Linked DNA regions of Callithrix jacchus: region 1 is linked to region 2. A link is a contact called in public Hi-C data. All regions are on one chromosome and are shown on one strand. Each heading gives the region's core, a stretch centred on a gene start, on an enhancer-like site or on the middle of the called end of the contact. The rest is flanking DNA. Distances are from core to core; before and after follow the strand shown. Region 1 overlaps LOC144581603 (a long non-coding RNA gene). Region 2 holds the start of LOC144581598.

Region 1 (3,331 bases), core at 249-2,748, 990 kb before region 2:
GAAAAGCAAAAGGGGGTTATACTTGAAAATTGTTTTAATTGATGAAAAAGGCTTAAAGAATTATGGAAGGATTGTGGAGGTCACTTGGTCCAACTTGGGAGCCTTAAATCTGGAGTACGGTAGTCAGGGTATAAATACAGTGAGTGGGAGCAAGGGCAGTATCATCACAGGTGCCTCTATGGCCTCTCCTTGGCGAGCAAGGCGAAGGCAATTTAAAAGCAGAGAGAGAGATCTGGTTTTCTGCAAAACAAAACCAAAGCCAGTCCTGTCTCCACCCAATCTTCCATTGTAAATTCTGAGAAGGGAGCACCAGGCCTGGAGGATGCTATCAGAACAGGATTCCTGAGGAAATAGATGCACCCGAGATGGTGATGGGGCCCAGGTTTAATAACCAACACTCCACCTTCTATTAAATAGGAACTTTCTTCTCATTTGTTCCAAAAAACCCCCACACTCAGCATTCCCGTGGGTAGAGAAGGAAACAGATGTGAGACCAGACCCAGATCTGAACAAATTTGCTGGGTGAGTTCACTGATTCTTCCTTCTTTGGGAAGTTTTAGAGAAAGGAGGTAATTTCTGGAAACTAAGTCAGTCTTGGAGGTGTATGCACAGAACATCTGTGGTGAAGGGACCATGATGGTCTATGAAGGGTCCATCAGCTATGAAGGGACCATGTTCCTAACTTTAGAATAGATATGATTTCCAAAATGAAGGAATGTTTTTTTTCTGGTGAGGAAAGACAGAGGGCAGAAACTGAGGTCCAAATAGAATGGTTTGAGCTGTCTTCATCTGAACCTAAACAGTTATGATGGAGTCTCAAGAGGAGCCACATGGTATGAAAGGGTTTAATACTGAGTGAGCCTGGGGGAGTGACAGTAATCAAAGGATGGAAAGAAAGCACAGCTCAGATGCACAAGATGTGTCTGTTCCTTGAGGGCACTGTTGCATTTCTCTTGAATTTTTCTACACTGCTGGGTTAAGCTCTGTCAAGAATCTCTGTCCCATTGGGAAATGAGATATTTTCTACGATTCGTTTTTTCCCCTAATGATTCCCATTGAGTTAAGGGCTGACACCTCAACAAGCAGCTCAACAGTCTCAGAGAGAGAGATCCCTTAGAGAGCTGAGCCCCGGGGAGAGAGATCCCTTAGAGAGCTGAGCCCCAGGGAGAGACACTTGTGAGGAGCTCTCTCTGCATTGACTTGGCTCTGTGGCCTCTGTCCAAGATGCTCAGATCTTGTCAAACACTGTCTCCTTTGCACTGCAGTGCATGTCACAACGCCCTATGGATGCAAAAGAGGTGACAACAAAAAAGGTTAACAGCAAACTGGGGATAGTGCCAGGAATGGAACTTGATTCCTTAATTCTTGTTCCAGAACCCAAGCAGCCTGGCTTTGCCAGGGCCAGCCTGACTGTTCATAGAGCTGTCATTTGGTTTTTGGTCATTTATATACCATTTGCTAGCTGTTCATAATTTCAGTGCAATTTTGCTCAGAACATGGGAAACAAAGACAGCAAAACAAGGGGCTCTTATGTTTTTCCCTGCTGTCGTCAGTGGATGAAGTTGACTGGGCAAGAGTACGAGCTTTTTCTTGCTACACTTGATGGAGTTTCTTTTTTAAAAAAATGAACATTTTTAAAGAGAAAATGTCAGTGTGCGGAGTAAATGCAGATTGCCCTGTTAAATATTTAAAACATAGCATTTATCCATCAATTTTGGTAGGGTTAGAGTCAGTAGATTAATCATTTATCAACAAAGATTTAAATAGATGCAAATCATTCGTTACTGTCAGAGCTACTCCTAACTCCCACTGAGGCTTTGTGTCAAGTAGAAAAGGAGGGTTCTCTGGGCAGAAACAGCTCGGTACCAGGCCACATGACTTCAGTCCCTAACTCTCATTCATGTGCCTTTATGCAGTGTACAAACAGTGCAGCTGTATATGACTATACATTGAGGGAGAGAGTGGGCCATACATTATGCCATTAGATGGAAGTTTTCCTAAAAAATTAGGTCTTGAGCAGAACTTAAACAAAAAGACCCTCCTTTTTGGGTATGGCACATAGAAGGAAGCAAGTTGCTTATTCTAAGGGAAAAAACTACAGAGGCTTGCTGGGGTTTCGCCCCTAAATTCTTTACCCCCACAGCTGGGATAATAACAGTTTCCTCTGGGCTGTAGGAGCAATCCTGGCTGTAAGGAGAAGGAAAAGAAGGACCTGAGGACTCAGTATTCAATGAATCTCATCTTTCAGCTTCATGATGTTACCTTGTGTCCATCTAAGCACATCTTGGTTTTTTGTTTCCTGCCCTATCTTCAGAGTTCTCTTAGTGGTGGAATTTGTGCCTGTTTTTTTACCCCTTATTTTCCCTTTTCCTTCAGATTCTACCTGAACCTATGACTGGGACCCTATGACCATTTGCTATCTCCTCCTGATGCCACATGCCTTTCTGACTCCCTGGAAGCCTTTATGCCTCTAGGAAACTACCACAGGGAATTCTGACACTGGCCTCACCTGTTAGAGTGACTGCCTGGATCAAGGGCTCATTTTAGACCTAAAAATCCTATTCATATTTCCTACCTTTTACTCCTTGAATCTATTTCCTGGTTTTGGATTAATCTTTAGAAGCAGGATTCTTAAAAATGAATGCTTATTAGAATTGCCTAGGGAGCTTTATAGAACTGGGTGCCCAGATGCACTACTGTCCACTGAAATTAGAATGTATGGGAGGCACAGGCACCTGTATCTTTAAACCTTCGCAAGTTATTTCAACAGGCAAGCATGGTTAAGACACCGTTTAGAATCACATCCCCACATTTGTGTACTCTCTTTACTCGTTTGTTTGTTTTCTTTATCTCTCCTTCATTTCTGAAGTTTGCTTTTGATTAGGCAGCTTTTTTTTTGTTTCCACGTTGAGACTCATGAGGCCTTCACTTAGCCTCACGAGTCTGATTGCATTGATTTTTCCTGGGACAGCCTGGCTCACCACCAGACAAGCTTAAATTATGATTATGTTTTGGAGCCAGAAGGCTGAGAGGACTATCTGAAGACCCGAAGTTAGCCTTTTGTGGTTTCTTTATCCTGTAATTCTAATAAATGCAATTCATCAACCTGCCTTGCACAGGAAAGAACATTCTTTGTAGGCAGACCTCAACTTATGAATGGGTTGTGTTCCAAAAATTGTTTGTGGTCAGTTGTTAGGGATATATAACTCGATTCCCAGAATAACAAAGTTACAAAGGGAAGTTTCAGGTCACAATAGTCTACTGAGTCTTTGAAAAGCTGAACTTTAGAACTAATACAGCCAAAAGCTCAAGTCACCCTCTGTTATTAGGC
Region 2 (3,638 bases), core at 99-2,598:
CAAGGACTCACCTAGTTTGAGATCCCTGTGCAAGATTTCTTGTTCATGAAGGTATTTCAGTCCAGACACAATCTGCCTGAGGTAGTATCGGACTTCTGGCTCTGTCAACACCTTTCTTGCTTTCAAAATATGAGCCATTGACTAGGGATACGAGAAGGAAAAAAGAGAAGCTGTCAAACAGTTATCAAAATCACTGGTTTCCCTTTGCAGGTTGAGCAATGAAAGTTAACATTGCAGTATGAGTACTGCCACAGCTAAAATCCCAGATAAAATACTGTTTGAATGCCATGTTAATTCAGGGAAAGTAAATGTCCTCAAATAGGAATTGACACTTACCCTTCTACTGCAGTATTCCAAGAGAATGTAAATGTTTTCTTTGTCCTCAAAGTAGTGGTAAAACTGCACTACATGTTTATGATGAAGAATTCGGTGAAGCTCTATTTCTTTGTCAATCTACATGAAAAAGCAAGGTAGGGCTTGTTAGCCTCCAGTCACCTCGGAAAAGCCAGTGATTACACAGGCAGAAGACATTTTCCTAACAGGGAAGGGCCATCCGTGCACACAAAGAAAATACTTTACTCAAGAGTCATACACACCTTTTCCCTTTGATGAGGTTTAGCTACCCTGCTGTGAGGAATAATTTTTGCAGCGTAGACTTTGTTATTTGTCAAATCTGTCATCTCGTAACATTTTGCAAAGCCACCCTGAAAGGAAACAAAGCCGAGATGGAATTGAGTATGGCACAAAAATGGACGGCAGATACTTTAAATAAATAAATAAATGGGAAGAAAGAAAAGCAAAAAAAAAAGAGGAATGGAGGAGAGTGGACAGAGGGATGCATTCTACTCCGTTGAAGCTCCCTCGTGAAGAGAAACGCATTGCTAGAAACAGCAAGTTCAGTTTCTCTTTTTCCTTTACAAACGGGAGATTTATGGAGGGTCGGAGCGGGGAGACATGAAAAATAATGTTTGATGAGACTTGTCAGGAAAATTCTCTGGGAGCAGGTGGAGGGACAGAGGTCTGAAATAGAAAAGCCCTCGCTTCTTTCAAGATGCATTTCTCTGGGCTACGGGAGGCACACAGTTCTGAGGCTGATTGCAAAGCCGAGATCGCCTGCGCTGCCGGGGCACAAAAGCCACAGGACAGGTGAGGAGCCCACCTCGCGCTGGGATCGGACCCCCGAGAAACCCGGAAGCCGCGGGCGCGGGACCCCGCGGGCCCGCCCGGCTCGGGGTCGCCCGGGCAGACCTCCCGCCCGCCCGACAGCCCGGCGCCCTCCGCTCGTCACCTTTCCCAGCACTTTGCCCCGGCAGTAGCGCTTTCCCGTCGTGGGGTCGACGATAATCCGCGAGATCTCGGGCCCCGAGTGCGAGTGGTGGTGATGGTGATGCGGGGCCGCCGGCGGCACCTGCGCCTGGGACTGCTGCGCCTGCGATTCCTCTGGGGGCTGAGGCGGCCGCTTCTTCTTCGAGTCCCCTCCGCAACCCTTGCCCAGCGCCTGCTCGCACATTTTGGTGCTAGCAGCCGGCTGGTAGGTGATAGTCCGCAAAAGCTCCATGGTCGCCTCGCCGCCCCACACTGCCCGCTGCCGTCCCCTCCCTAGGCGCGGTCACACGTCCGAACCGGCCGTGGCCCTCGCACCCCTGCCTCTGCTGCCGACGCGCAACCGACACCCCGGTCCACTTGTGCGAGTGAGAAGGCTCGAAGTCTTATATACCAGCCGGCGACAATGGGGCGGAGATTCGAAACGCAACATTGCGTCACGGCCGACGCCCCGCCCCACGGCCGCCCTGAGCGCGCAGGGCCGAGAAGCCGGTCTGTCCCGCCACCCCGGTCCAGCTTCCGAACCGGGCCGCGCACCTCGAACTCCGGCCGCTGAGAGTTCTCGCGGCCACGAGGAGGCCATCAGGGGCGTCTGTGGGTCCTGCCGCCCGTTCTTCGAAGGCTCCGAGCCTCAGCGATAAAAACAGAAATCCGAGGTCAAGCGACCGGCCCCACCCCCGCCCCAGCCGCCGGGTGGCGGGGCAGTGCAGTGACCCTAGCGAGCTGGGCGCGGGTGCAGACGCAGCCCTTCCCCCGCGCAGCCCTTCCCGGCCGCCTCGCCCCCGGCGCCTTCTGTGTCTAGGTGTTAGGGTGCCCGGAGCCCACCGCACGGGCATGCGTGGCCTCCCCTGGCCATGTGACAGGACTCGGTTGCCGCTGCTCCGCGGCGCTGTGACGAGCTCGCTGGTGTCTATCAGGGGCAGTGCCGAGAGGCCGTGCCGGGGGAGAGGCCACGGTTCGTGGAGCCGGACATTCGAGCTCTTCCCGCATCGCGCTGGGGCGGACTCCGGCCCGCAGGCTGGGATCCCGGGCCGATCGGCCCACCGTGCCAGGATCCCCCTCAAGGCCCGTCAGACCCCCGCCCATCCCCCTTAAGCGAGCCTCTGTACGAGGTCAGGCCCTGAACCCTGGAGAGCGAGGTCGGCGCCCTGGCAAGGCGTCCTCCGCCGGTGGCCCGAAGATTGGAAAGCAAGGGCGGCATCTTGTGGAATATTCCAGAAGTGCTGTTAGGTGTCGGAGTGGGCCACAGTTGAGGACTGTAGGCCTTTGACAGTTACTGGTATTAAAAATCGATGCCGATTAAGAGTTTGGAATCAGAGTCATCTATGACTTCTTCCGAATGCATCTGTTGAGATGCCTCATGAGCTGCCCCGGCGCATGAAGAGTCAATCCGAGACTTCCTGGGATGGGGGATTGGGAGGATGAAGAGAGGAGCATAGTCCAGTGAATGCAAACACGGCTTAGTTTTCTATTTCCAGATTTACTGTGCAGTTTTACTAACCTAGGAACACGTTTAATTTTTCTTACTCTAATTATGATAGTGTTACATTTATTGAGGACTGTGCAGTATTTTGAAATGCCTTACTTAATCCTACAACAATTCTGAGTGAGAAATGTTGTAAGGAAGGAAAAATAATTTTCTACCTTTCAAAGTTGACCTGGATCCCTGTAACCAGACAGATTAACAAGAAAACAAGGAAGTTTATTAACATGTATGTCTCCTATATACATGGGAGATAACCCATGAAATTGCTGAAAATTGGGCTTAAATACCATCTTTAGCTAAACCAAAAGAAAAGAGTATGGGGCGGGCAAGTTAAGGAAGCATGACCAGGAAATGTATAGTAAATAGGAGTGGGGTTTCTTATTTCTTCACTGACAAAAGAGTTTTTCATGATTTAGAGTCAAACTTTTCCTCCTGGTACAGAGAAGACACTCTTACAAATGTAGTTTTATGGGTTTTGTTTTTGTTTTTGTTTTAGTAAATGTAAGTTTCCCTTACAAAAGGGTAATATGCCATTTTTTAGAGCATCTCCTGGGTCGGCTAGTTCTCAAAATAATTATCTCTAAATAATCCTTATCCCAGAGCCATATTTGGAGTGGCAGGTTCTGGTCTCCTACATTATTATTCCCATTTTATAGATGAGATTTGGAGAATTTAACTATATTTTTAGTAGATCATCGAAGTTAGTTTAATTAGCACACTTGAATCTTTTTATCTATGTTAACAAGATATGGTAAACAGTTTTTAGAAGCAAAATTCCAGAGACATTTGGAATATCAGATTATTGGATCCCTGGAAGGTATGTACAAAA

Evidence for each region. Hi-C and Micro-C count contacts between places; a contact is called where the count stands out from the background.
Region 1: a contact with region 2 is called in a Hi-C map of skeletal muscle, with 18 times the contacts expected there. The contact joins the enhancer-like site here to the promoter of LOC144581598 in region 2. A contact is called at or near these places in 3 of 3 Hi-C or Micro-C datasets (induced pluripotent stem cells and skeletal muscle).

Annotation. Positions count from the first base shown.
Region 1 is chr2:152,397,913-152,401,243 of calJac240_pri, reverse strand. All of the region lies in intron 3 of LOC144581603 (a long non-coding RNA gene), which reads left to right. Among named protein-coding and RNA genes, the nearest start is that of ACTBL2, 27 kb to the left of the region's middle. Within about 2 kb of position 1,498, at least 2 of the 16 cell types and tissues checked have an H3K27ac peak or open chromatin away from gene starts, as enhancers often do.
Region 2 is chr2:151,409,024-151,412,661 of calJac240_pri, reverse strand. It overlaps LOC144581598, which reads left to right and starts at 1,348. Exons shown (of 3, transcript XR_013532633.1): 1 at 1,348-3,626. It overlaps PLK2 (polo like kinase 2), which reads right to left and starts at 1,685. Exons shown (of 14, transcript XM_002744937.6): 1 at 1,289-1,685; 2 at 597-704; 3 at 337-453; 4 at 12-141. The coding sequence starts at 1,558.